2 separate regions of the Mus musculus genome follow, and region 2 is linked to region 1. A link is a contact called in public HiChIP or PLAC-seq data. All regions are on one chromosome and are shown on one strand. The core of a region is the stretch at or near the end of the contact, and the rest is flanking DNA. Distances in the headings are between cores, read along the strand shown. Region 1 overlaps Tlk1 (tousled-like kinase 1). Region 2 overlaps Gm39842 (a long non-coding RNA gene).

Region 1 (5,237 bases), core at 783-3,282:
GTGGTTGCTGGGATTTGAACTTTGGACCTTCGGAAGAGCAGTCGGGTGCTCTTACCCACTGAGCCATCTCACCAGCCCCCAGAATATTTTGTAAATTAAACCTTCATTTCAAAAAATTCTGTTAAAATATAAACGTGATGGATTCCTTTCCTTTCCTTTCCTTTCCTTTCCTTTCCTTTCCTTTCCTTTCCTTTCCTTTTGTTGTTTTTCTGAGATAGGATTTCTCTGTGTAGCCTTGGTTTTCCTGGAACTAGCTCTATAGATCAGGCTGACCTTGAACCCAGCACCTGCCTCTGCCTCCTGAGTGCTGGGATTAAAGGGCTGCACCTCTATGGCCAGCAGTGAACTAAAGACGTCTAAGGGAATGGGAGCATATGGCAGCGGGCTCTTGTTTTTATAGGTGCTGACTGAAACCTAAGCTGCTGAATTTACTGTTTGGAATTAATTGAAAACTAAGAATACAATAATAGATGAGTAATTTGCAGCTAGCAGAGCTAAGAACAGAATATCAATGCCTATTGAAATTGAGGATGGGAACCAAAGCCCAGTCCATTTTACAATTTTGTCTAGAACTAGTATTAGTCGAACTACCTGTTAGATGCTAAGATGAACAAGTCAACTTGTCTAAATTCATGATTTCGTTATCTTTTGTCCACTCCAGATTTTTTGCCAAACCATTTTGAAGTGATTTACATTTTATACTAGTTACTGGACTTTATTTGAAAAAAAAAGAGGCGAGTTTGCTGTTTATGGAAGGGAAAAGATTTTGTAGCTCGTGGGACAATTCACTGAATGGTTCTGAGGCTGAGAAAATGAGACTTGGACAAGGCAGGGCAACTTTGGCCAACAGAACTGTTTCCCTTCTGATTGTGGTGGTCTTAAGGGAAGCCAGCCCATGAAGCAACACCTTTCTCCTCCACCCCATGCTTATGTCTCTCTGAGAGCCTAAGCTCTCCATCTGTGGATCACCCCATGGTAAACCTCTGTCTCCAAAAATATTCACATTTGTGGGCCTGTGTACCAAAGGCTTTCCAAGGAGATCTCTGGCCCGGCCAGAGCAGCCCTGCACTGAGTCGGTTTGGGTTGGGCTGACAAGAGGCTGACTAGCCAGTGAGGAGTGTGGCGGAGCTTCAGGCAGAGCTTCGGGAGAGCAGACCTCTTCCTAAGTGTTACAGCTCTTAGGACAGAAGGCTTGGATGACCAAGTAGTTCTCTCATGCCTTTAATCCTTCCGGATAGGATTCTTATATACAGTTTTGGGGTGGGTAAGGGTCTGTCTGGCAGCAGGTACTTCTCATTGGTTTTGTCTGAGAGCTTTGGGGAAACCTTATTTGCATGTGGGAGGGCTCGGTGCGGCTCCTACATGACTGATGGCCACATACCTCTCTGTGGGGGGCTGGGGAGGCTGTAGCTACCTACTGATAGGAGCCAGGGACCCAGGAGGCATGGCAGAACACCTGCTGTCCCATGCAGGTGGAAATCACCCCCCACTGGGTCACTGGGGTTCCAGACTTTTGCTAGACTGGGGACCAGGTTGTCTGTGCACAGCCCACCACCCCACACACATTATGATCCATAACAGTAGCAAGATTACAGTTATGGAATCATGAAAATAATGTTATGATTGGGGGTGACCACAGCATGAGGAGCAGTGGTAAAGGGTCTGAGCATTAGGAAAGGTTGAGGCTGACTGTTTCTAGGGAAAGAGCTGATTGGCTTCGTTGCTGATTGCTTTTGGTTGTGTTTTCTCTTGTGTTTTTAGCTATAGGCATGGGTCAGGAGTGTGTATGAGAAGGCTCTTTACAGTGTCTGTAGTACACCAAAAATGTAAGGCAGCACAAAACAAATAACCTGATGCTTGCCTACTCAAAGTCCCAGTGGAGGTTGAGTACCTAAGATAGGAAGGGTTAATTGTGTTTGATATCATAAGACTTAAGTTTTGAATTAAAAATTTGAGACAGTGCTTTTTAGGGAGTCAATTTATATTAGATTAGCATGGTTAGATGGGGGCATCTATTGGTGAAGTACAGTACTGCATTCAGTTCTTCACCTCTGCCCCTGAGTTTTCATAGGGTCTGTGTAGCTGCATTTGGAGAACTTCTTACAGGGCCAAGTAGTTAATGTCATATGAATTCTGCCACAGTGCTTTACTTCATTCTGACATGGCACTCAAATAGCCATAGACCAACTGTCATTCAGTGTGTAGTTGGTTACATTCCAGCGAAACTTTGTTAAAATAGGTGATGGGTTAGAGTTTGATGTTCCCTTGTCTCCTGCAGATATTCCCAATAGGATTTTATGGGATAGAATGGCCTTTAATATTTTATGGTCTGATTTATGCTTATTAGCTACATAAGGACTCCTAACAAGTAATTTTCTATTTGTTTAATCTTAAGTGTGAGTGTGTGCATACTTGTGCTATGTGGCATGCCTGTGGGAAAGCCAGAGGATAACTTTGGGAGTTGATCTCTCTTTCTTATTTATTTATTCATTTATTTATTTATTTATTTATTATATGTAAGTACACTGTAGCTGCCTTCAGACACTCCAGAAGAGGGTGCCAGATCTTGCTACGGATGGTTGTGAGCCACCATGTGGTTGCTGGGAATTGAACTCAGGACCTTCAGAAGAGCAGTCAGTGCTCTTAACCGCTGAGCCATCTCTCCAGCCCCTTGATCTCTCTTTCTATCCAAGAAGACATAAAATGTGGAGGCATTTAAATGAAGAAGCAAATTCTTAAAATTTAGTTTTAGTAGTTTCGGCTTAAAAAATTGTACCTGCTAGTTATGATTCCTCAGAGATTATCAGTGAAAGCTTTACAGAATTACACATCAGTAGCTGTCATGGAAATGCAAATCAGAACTGTGATGGGATATTATCTTACCCTCATCAGAATGGCTATTCCAAAATAGCAGAAATAACATGCAGGCCATGATGGGAACAAAAAGAAAGTCTTAGTCACTGCCTGTGGGAATGCAAATTAGGGTGGCCATTATGTAAATCAGAGGAGATTCTTCAGAAAAACTAAGTCTATAGGATGAAATAGCTGTCTTGCTTCTAGAATATACCCAAGGGAAATGAAGTCAGTATATCAGAGATAAAAAAAAATACAAAGAAGTACTTTTCAATGATAAATGTGAAATCTCAGGGCTGGAGAGATTGCTCAGTGGTTAAGAACCCTAGCTACTCCACCAGAGGACCCAGGTTCAGTTCCTAGCACTTGGGCATGGCAGTTCACAATCTTGTATAACTCTAGTTCAAGAAGATCTGACACCATCTTCTGGTTCCCTTGAGGACTGCACACTTGGTACAAAACAAAGATATGCACTCACCACTCATCCACTTAAAATGAAAATAAATCTTAAAAAAAAAAGAGGACTGTTGATGGCTCAGTGGTTAAGAGAACTAGCTGCTTTTCCAGAGGACCTGGGTTGGATTCCCAGTACCCAAATGGTGGCTCACAGCTGCCTGTAACTCTAGTGTCAGAGAAACTGATGTTTTCTTCTGAACATTTTGGTGCACATACAATAAGCTGGCAGGCGCCATTTTAAAAGATAAAAACATTTGCCATTTGTGTCAAAACTGGCAGAACTAGAGGACACTGTTGGGTGAAATAAGCCAGGTGCAGAAGAACAAGTATTACACGCTCTGTGTTTTGTGGAAAGAACTACTTAGATATCTCAAGGTAAGATACTAAAGTAAGGGGAGAGGGAAGAGTAAAGGATGGACTGGGAAGGACTTGCAGCCATCTGTTCTGTGCTTTGTATGGAACTATGAGAAAGGAGCTGGAACAGGTGATCAGAGCTGGAAGTGATAACTACCCTGATTTAACTGGCATGTATTGAGTTACAGCGTTGTACCCATAAATATGTTACTTTAAGTAAAAACAAAATATGTAAGTGTCTTAGTCAGGGTTTCTATTCCTGCACAAACATGACTAAGAAGCAAGTTGGGGAGGAAAGGATTTATTCACCTTACACTTCCACATTGCTGTTCATCACCAAAGGAAGTCAGGACTGGAACTCAACCAGGTCAGAAAGCAGGAGCTGATGCAGATGGAGGGATGTTCTTTATTGACTTGCTTCCCTTGGCTTGCTCAGCTTGCTTTCTTATAGAACCCAAGACTACCAGCCCAGGGATGGCAGCACCCACAATGGGCCCTTTCCTCGTGATCACTAATTGAGAAAATGCCTTACAACTGGATCTCATGGAGGCATTTCCTCAACTGAAACTCCTTTCACTGGGATAACTCCAGCTTGTGTCAAGTTGACACACAAAATCAGCCAGTACAATAAGTAATTTTTAAAAAGCCTCTTATAGAAAGGTGTTATATTGGGGTTAGGAAAAGCAATTTTTTTTACAATATACCCAAGTGTATTTTTATTAAGATCAATTATGGAACAATAATGTACTTAAACTATCATACTATTTCAAAATATTCTGTATATAGAGAGCTTATAGATTACCTCTATTTAGTTACAGTATGGTTATTTAATAAAATGTTTTAAAGACCTAGCTGCAATCTTATTTTTAAAACCAAAGACCAAAAGTATTAAGTAAACCATTTCATGGCACAGGGTACTGTTAACATATGGAAAAAATATATATATATTAATTCTGACATAGAAGGTAAAGTTAAGAATATTTGTGAAGACATTGATAGTTTCTGTTTTTTTTTATCTTTTTTTTTTTTTTGAAATTGCTAGTTTTACTATCCAAGGAATCTGTACTAAGACTTGACATTCAAATAATTGACCTTAAATAGGAATACCTAAAGCCAGGTGCTGTGGTTTATGTCTGTAATCCAAGCACCTGAGAGGATAGGCAGGTCAACTCTCTATTATAGTCAATATAGTGGTGACGAGCCATTGAAATGAATAGCAGAGCTCAAAAGTTGCCCTCCCAGTACATAGAGAATGACCCATTATGTTTGCTTACACAGCTTGCTTGGTTACATGACTCAGCACAGCCACTCGTATTGGAATAAAGATTATACTCATGATTGTTACAGAAGAAAAATCACAAAGAATTGAGAAATGAGGGTACACTTGGTCATACCTCTTCATTCCAAAATTAATAATATTTTTACTTATCAACAAGTGAAAGGTAAATTTTTGAAAAGATATTCTGTAAAAAAGCACAAAAATTATAAGATACTTCAGCATGAACCCAACAAGACTTGACAATTTCACCAAGGGCTATAAAATGCAGAAAAATCCAGAAGATGCCTGAATGAAT
Region 2 (5,237 bases), core at 858-3,357, 65 kb before region 1:
CCTCATCTGGAAAATCCCGTATGTCAAGTAAGGTACAAATCCATCCGTCTGGGGTTGGAGGCATTGCTATCTTAGTAGAACTGTTAATTTGCCCACAAATAGATTAAAGCAAGCAAACAAACAAACAAATCCGCTTAGAGTCCTTTCTCACATTATAATGAATAAATTGATAATGAATGAAGTTTCTTTACATAGACACTATCAAAACTACCAGGGTAAGAAAAAAAATACTGAAAAATGTTTTCTATAACAGGCAGTGATAATACCCAAATATCCTTAGATATAAAAAGCATCTATAAATCAATAAGACAAAATAAAAACCTAGTTAGAAAAATGGGCAAAAGATAAAACAGATGATTTAGAGAAGAAATAAAGGTAACCAATAAACAGAGGGGGAAATTAAATTTCAGCTACCATGGAGTAAAATTAAGAATTCATACAGATACAGTAGATCTTTAAATAAAAACAAGAAGCTCATGAAATATACCCAGGATAATAGTTTCCTTAGAGATGAGGTAGAGAGAAACTTTAATTGAAAACGTTAATATTATTGATAGATATCTTTGTTTCTTGTGGAGTGGTAAACTTGGAGATGCCAATTTAATCTTAAATGGCATTAACATATTGTCTTAGTCAGGGTTTCTATTCCTGCACAAACATCATGACCAAGAAGCAAGTTTGGGAGGAAAGGGTTTATTCGGCTTACACTTCCACACTGCTGTTCATCACCAAGGAAGTCAGGACTGGAACTCAAGCAGGTCAGAAAGCAGGAGCTGATGCAGAGGCCATGGATGGATGTTCTTTACTGGCTTGCTCAGCCTGCTCTCTTATAGAACCAAGGTTACCAGCCCAGAGATAGTCCTACCCACAAGGGGCCTTTCCCCCTTGATCACTAATTGAGAAAATGCCTTACAGTTGGATCTCATGGAGGCATTTCCTCAAATGAAGCTCCTTTTTCTGTGATAACTCCAGCTGTGTCAAGTTGACACAAAACTAGCCAGTACACATATGATGTGGTTACTTTGTCAACTTGATATACTCTACAATCACCTGGAAAGAAGGTCTCAGGGAGAGATGTCTAGGTCAGGTTGGACTGTAGGCATATTTGTGTGTGATGGCTTATCCTGTATTAATTGTGATGGGAAGTCCACTGTGGGCAACACAATTCTGTGGGCAGGGGATCCTGGACCGTATAGCAAGGGAAAAAGTAAAGTCATCTTTAGCAAGCCTGAATGAACTCATTGTTCTCTGTGCTAGAAGGCCCCGCCCCTATGCCTTCTCCACCAAGATCTGATAGACACTGAGCCTATTAGAACTTGCTACCATCTTGACCTCCTATATTGAACTGTTGCTTTCTCCCTTAACTTGCTTTAGTCAGTGGATTTTATCACAGTCACAGGAAAAGGAACTAAGACAATATGAATGTTTCATTTGTTTTTCTTTGTGTATTTTCAGTTTGATGTTTCTGAATAGGAAAGCAGGTTGTTAAACTTATTTTGAAAGTACTCAATAGAAGTAATTTAAGCAAACAGAAAAATCGCAGAAGGATAAGAAGAAATCCCATATACCTTTGGTTTAGAGATTTAATAATTTAATAATATTATTTTGGGGAGGATCTATTGTTGGTTCATGTGTTGTACCTACGGTGTTATATTTTTCTAGCCCCCTTTACTTTCAAGTACTAGCTTTGAGTTTGTTAAGACTAAAGGGAGTTTTCTCTAGGCACTCAGCTTCTGTGAGGAGCCAGGAGCTAGTCTCATTGGCCAGAGAGTGAGCTTTCAAAGCTGTAAGGAGATGAACTGGTTTGACAAGAGGGGGAGGGAGGGATTGTGAATCAATATGTATAAGGAGGAAAGCCAGCTGATGGGCATGCAGGAACTAGAGATCCCAGATCAGGATGATCCCACCATACTCCAGGATCAGGGACATCATCTCACTAGGATAGGGTTCAAGGCCTGGTTCAGTTTTCTTCATTTTAGTTTCACAGATGCCACCAAATGCACAGGGACTTAACATTTTCACCACATCGCTTAATTCCGTGCTCGAGGGGGATTCACACCAATCAAAGTCACCACACACAGATCAGCGCTACCTGCCCTTTCGATTCTGATCATTTCGGGATCTCAGTGGCTAGGTTTTTACATCACAGACTTTGAAGTCTTGTTTCAAGATCATGAAAGCAGCAGCAAATTTTACTGCAGACATTAATCCTCCCAGTTTCTGCGAAAACAACAGAACCAGCAGCAAGCCTTTCTTGTTTCAGTTCTAGTCCACACAGAGAGGTCCTTATGCCTATGGTTTTGCACACACTGAATTCACCCTCCCTTCAAGTCCTCGCTCTTCATGATCAGAGCTAGTCATGTTTGCAAGGCCTGAGCTCTGAACTTGCAGACATTTTCATTAGGCTTCCAGGGTTGTATCTCGTGAATTTGTCTTCTCTAGCTTTGAACTTCATGTTAAAGACAAAATTGCTTCCTCCTACCCATGTTTCCACACCCACACACCCCCTCTAACATGACAAGTGACTCATTTGTAGAATTTACATTACTAAAAATTTACTTTCAAATCTTTGTCCAAATAGTGGTCTGTTCTTTTTTTTTTTCTTTCTTTCTTTTTCTATGTCTGTGTCTGTAGGTTCCTCTGTGTGTGTGTGTGTGTGTGTACATGTGTGCACAGCTATGTAGAAGACAGAGGACAACCTCAGGTGTCATTCCTCAGGAATCACCTAGTGTTTTGTTTGGTTGGTTGGTTTTGTTTCTGAGACAAGGTATTTCACTGGCCAAGCTCTCCCAGCAAGGCTTGCTAGTCACAGACAGTGCCCACACCTCAGGATCTACCTGTCAGCCCTCCCTGGGTTAAAATTCATCACATGATTTTTCACATGAGGCCTCATATCCAAGGAGAAGTATTGCATGGACCAAACAACACTGGGAAGGGTCCCATCATCTCAGCATCTGAGTTTCTATGGCAAGAGCTACCTCTGACACTGCCATCCAGAAGGCAGACATGTTCTCTTCCTGGGTAGTAGCTCCTCTAAGTATTCATTGCCTGTGGATAATGAAATTAGCTTATAGAGAAATTTGTGTCAGCTTGTTTGTCTAATTCTCTTTCTCTCCCTCCTTTCTTTATCAAATCAAATAAAAATGTTATATGCTTGGTTCTCAACCTTCCTAATGCTGCAACCCTTTAACACATTTCCTCATGCTGTGGAGAACCCCAATCATAAAATGATTTTGTTGCTACTTTGTAACTGTAGTTTTGCTACTATAATGAGATGTAATGTAAAGAGCTGATATGTAACCCTAAAGGAGCCACAACACAGTGTAGGATTAGATTTTTCTCTAAACCTACTATATTTAGGGTTCTTGAATGCTTCAACCTCCCTTTTAGCCCACCAATCAGAGGTAGAGGAAAAGGTTTATAGAAAAAGGTGAGTTTGTGGACTTGTTTAGAAGTAGTTTTTTTGTTTTGTTTTTGGTGGCGCGCGCGCGCCTGTGTGTGTGTGTGTGTGTGTGTGTGTGTGTGTGTGTTTGGGTGTGTGTGTGTGTGTGTGTGTGTGTGTGACTCCCATTCTTCATTGTCAGGAGACCAGCACTTCACTACAATAGCAAACACCAAACATGAATCAGTAGCAGCTCAAGCCAGCAGAAACTGCAAGGCTCCACTAATTCAGTACAAGTCAACGGAAACCCCAAGAACCAGCCATAATACATAGTAAGTTCTTCGGTGAGTTTCTATCTACGAAGTAAAGACCAGTGAAGATCAGCAAAGCGTCACATGGCGTCACAGTGCAAGAATAACCTCTCACTGTCTGTGGGGTTCCATTTATACTCTCTCCCAAACATCACACGCCCTCTCATGTGTCTGCTTCAGCAAAACACCCTCTCACAAGACAAAAACATCACATGACACAACGGAGTCTCCAAAAAACCCAGAAATTTCCACTTCAAGCCAGAGGCTGAGAAACAGGGCAATAAAGAGTCTGTTTTAAAGACTTAGACAGATGGCGGTTCTTGAGGGTAAGGTGAATTTGTAGTTTCTCCATCCTTTTTTGCCTCCTCACCAATATACCAACTCATGCCTGTCTGATTCTCTCAACTACTAGATTATGAAAAACTATATCTTTGAAATAACTAAAAGAAAGTCTTCTTTGTTTGGGAGTAAAATGGTGCCCCGTAATTTAGAATTGGAGAAAAGGATGCTTCGCCATGGCAATGGAAGTTATCAAGGAACAAGTTGGTCACACCATCCACTCTATCTGTACTTGTAATCGCAGCACAGTTGCCCATTTTCCAATCCAGTTGATACCTGCTGTCCATATCTTTTTATATGAACCCTTTCATGTGTAACAATAAATATTTGAATGGTCTTCAAATCTGCTGATGACAGGTCTATAAAAAGCAATAACTAGAGTAGGTGCAGACTATCCCAAAGCCCTGAAAAGATCCATTCAAAGTTACTCCACTGAAAATGCACCGACTTATCCAATGTAATAAAGAAGTATATATAAAATTTAATAGTCATCGGTATAAAAAAGCCATAAGACTTGAAAAATAGGACTGTGTTGATAGTGTTAAGTTAAATTGATAACCCAAGCCAGGAAAGTGGCCCAGAACCTAAGCACACGCTTATGATTCTTCTGTTTAATAAGTCTGTAAATGTTGAACATAATGAGTAAAAGCAATAAACATCACAGCGGCTTTGTTCGACTGCATTTAGGCAAATAAGAGCTCAGGTTCCTCGCCGTCTCACTCACTACTGGACCTCTGGTTTTGTCTCCTCTTAGCCTCCTTTACTACTGATGTCGTGGGTGTATCTTCAGCCAAGGTTTTCATCTCATGCTGAAGCAGTGAAGAGGAAAGAGAGCCAGGACGAACACGAGAAGCTAGGCGCTTGGCTGGCTCCTGTGCTGACGTAACTGAAAGGTCATGGCATCCTTCCAGACACAGAAAGACATATCTGTGGAAGTGGAGAGGGAAAGGTGGATGCAGAACTGCTGAGAGCATGCACTTTGACCTTTAGAGGATTTGGGTTTCACTTCTGGTGGACTTTGGCTGAGCGCCCTCATCCTGCTTAGCATCGGCTCTCTCGATTGTAAATGGAGATAACAAAGGTACTATCCTCCTCTTGAGTTATCATGGCACACTAGAGAACATATGCAAACACACCACAGACAGTGAGCATTCAAAAAGCTAGCCGATAATAAATCATTGATGCTATCAATACAAAAACGTGTT

The links. HiChIP or PLAC-seq counts read pairs in DNA pulled down with a chosen protein or histone mark.
Region 2: a contact with region 1 is called in a BATF HiChIP or PLAC-seq map of CD8 T cells, with 10 read pairs. The contact joins two enhancer-like sites. A contact is called at or near these places in 1 of 15 datasets of contacts at CTCF or cohesin (CD8 T cells), 3 of 484 Hi-C or Micro-C datasets (embryonic stem cells and nephron progenitors) and 4 of 115 datasets of contacts at active chromatin or transcription factors (CD8 T cells, embryonic stem cells and memory CD8 T cells).

Annotation. Positions count from the first base shown.
Region 1 is chr2:70,776,621-70,781,857 of GRCm38.p6, reverse strand. The region is part of intron 2 of Tlk1 (tousled-like kinase 1); the gene reads left to right. Among named protein-coding and RNA genes, the nearest start is that of Tlk1, 46 kb to the left of the region's middle. Within about 2 kb of position 2,032, at least 48 of the 459 cell types and tissues checked have an H3K27ac peak or open chromatin away from gene starts, as enhancers often do. A contact at or near this core is called in CD8 T cells, where this site is marked.
Region 2 is chr2:70,842,106-70,847,342 of GRCm38.p6, reverse strand. It overlaps Gm39842 (a long non-coding RNA gene), which reads right to left. Exons shown (of 3, transcript XR_866405.2): 3 at 4,529-4,959. Among named protein-coding and RNA genes, the nearest start is that of Gm39842, 5.8 kb to the right of the region's middle. Within about 2 kb of position 2,107, at least 22 of the 459 cell types and tissues checked have an H3K27ac peak or open chromatin away from gene starts, as enhancers often do. A contact at or near this core is called in CD8 T cells, where this site is marked.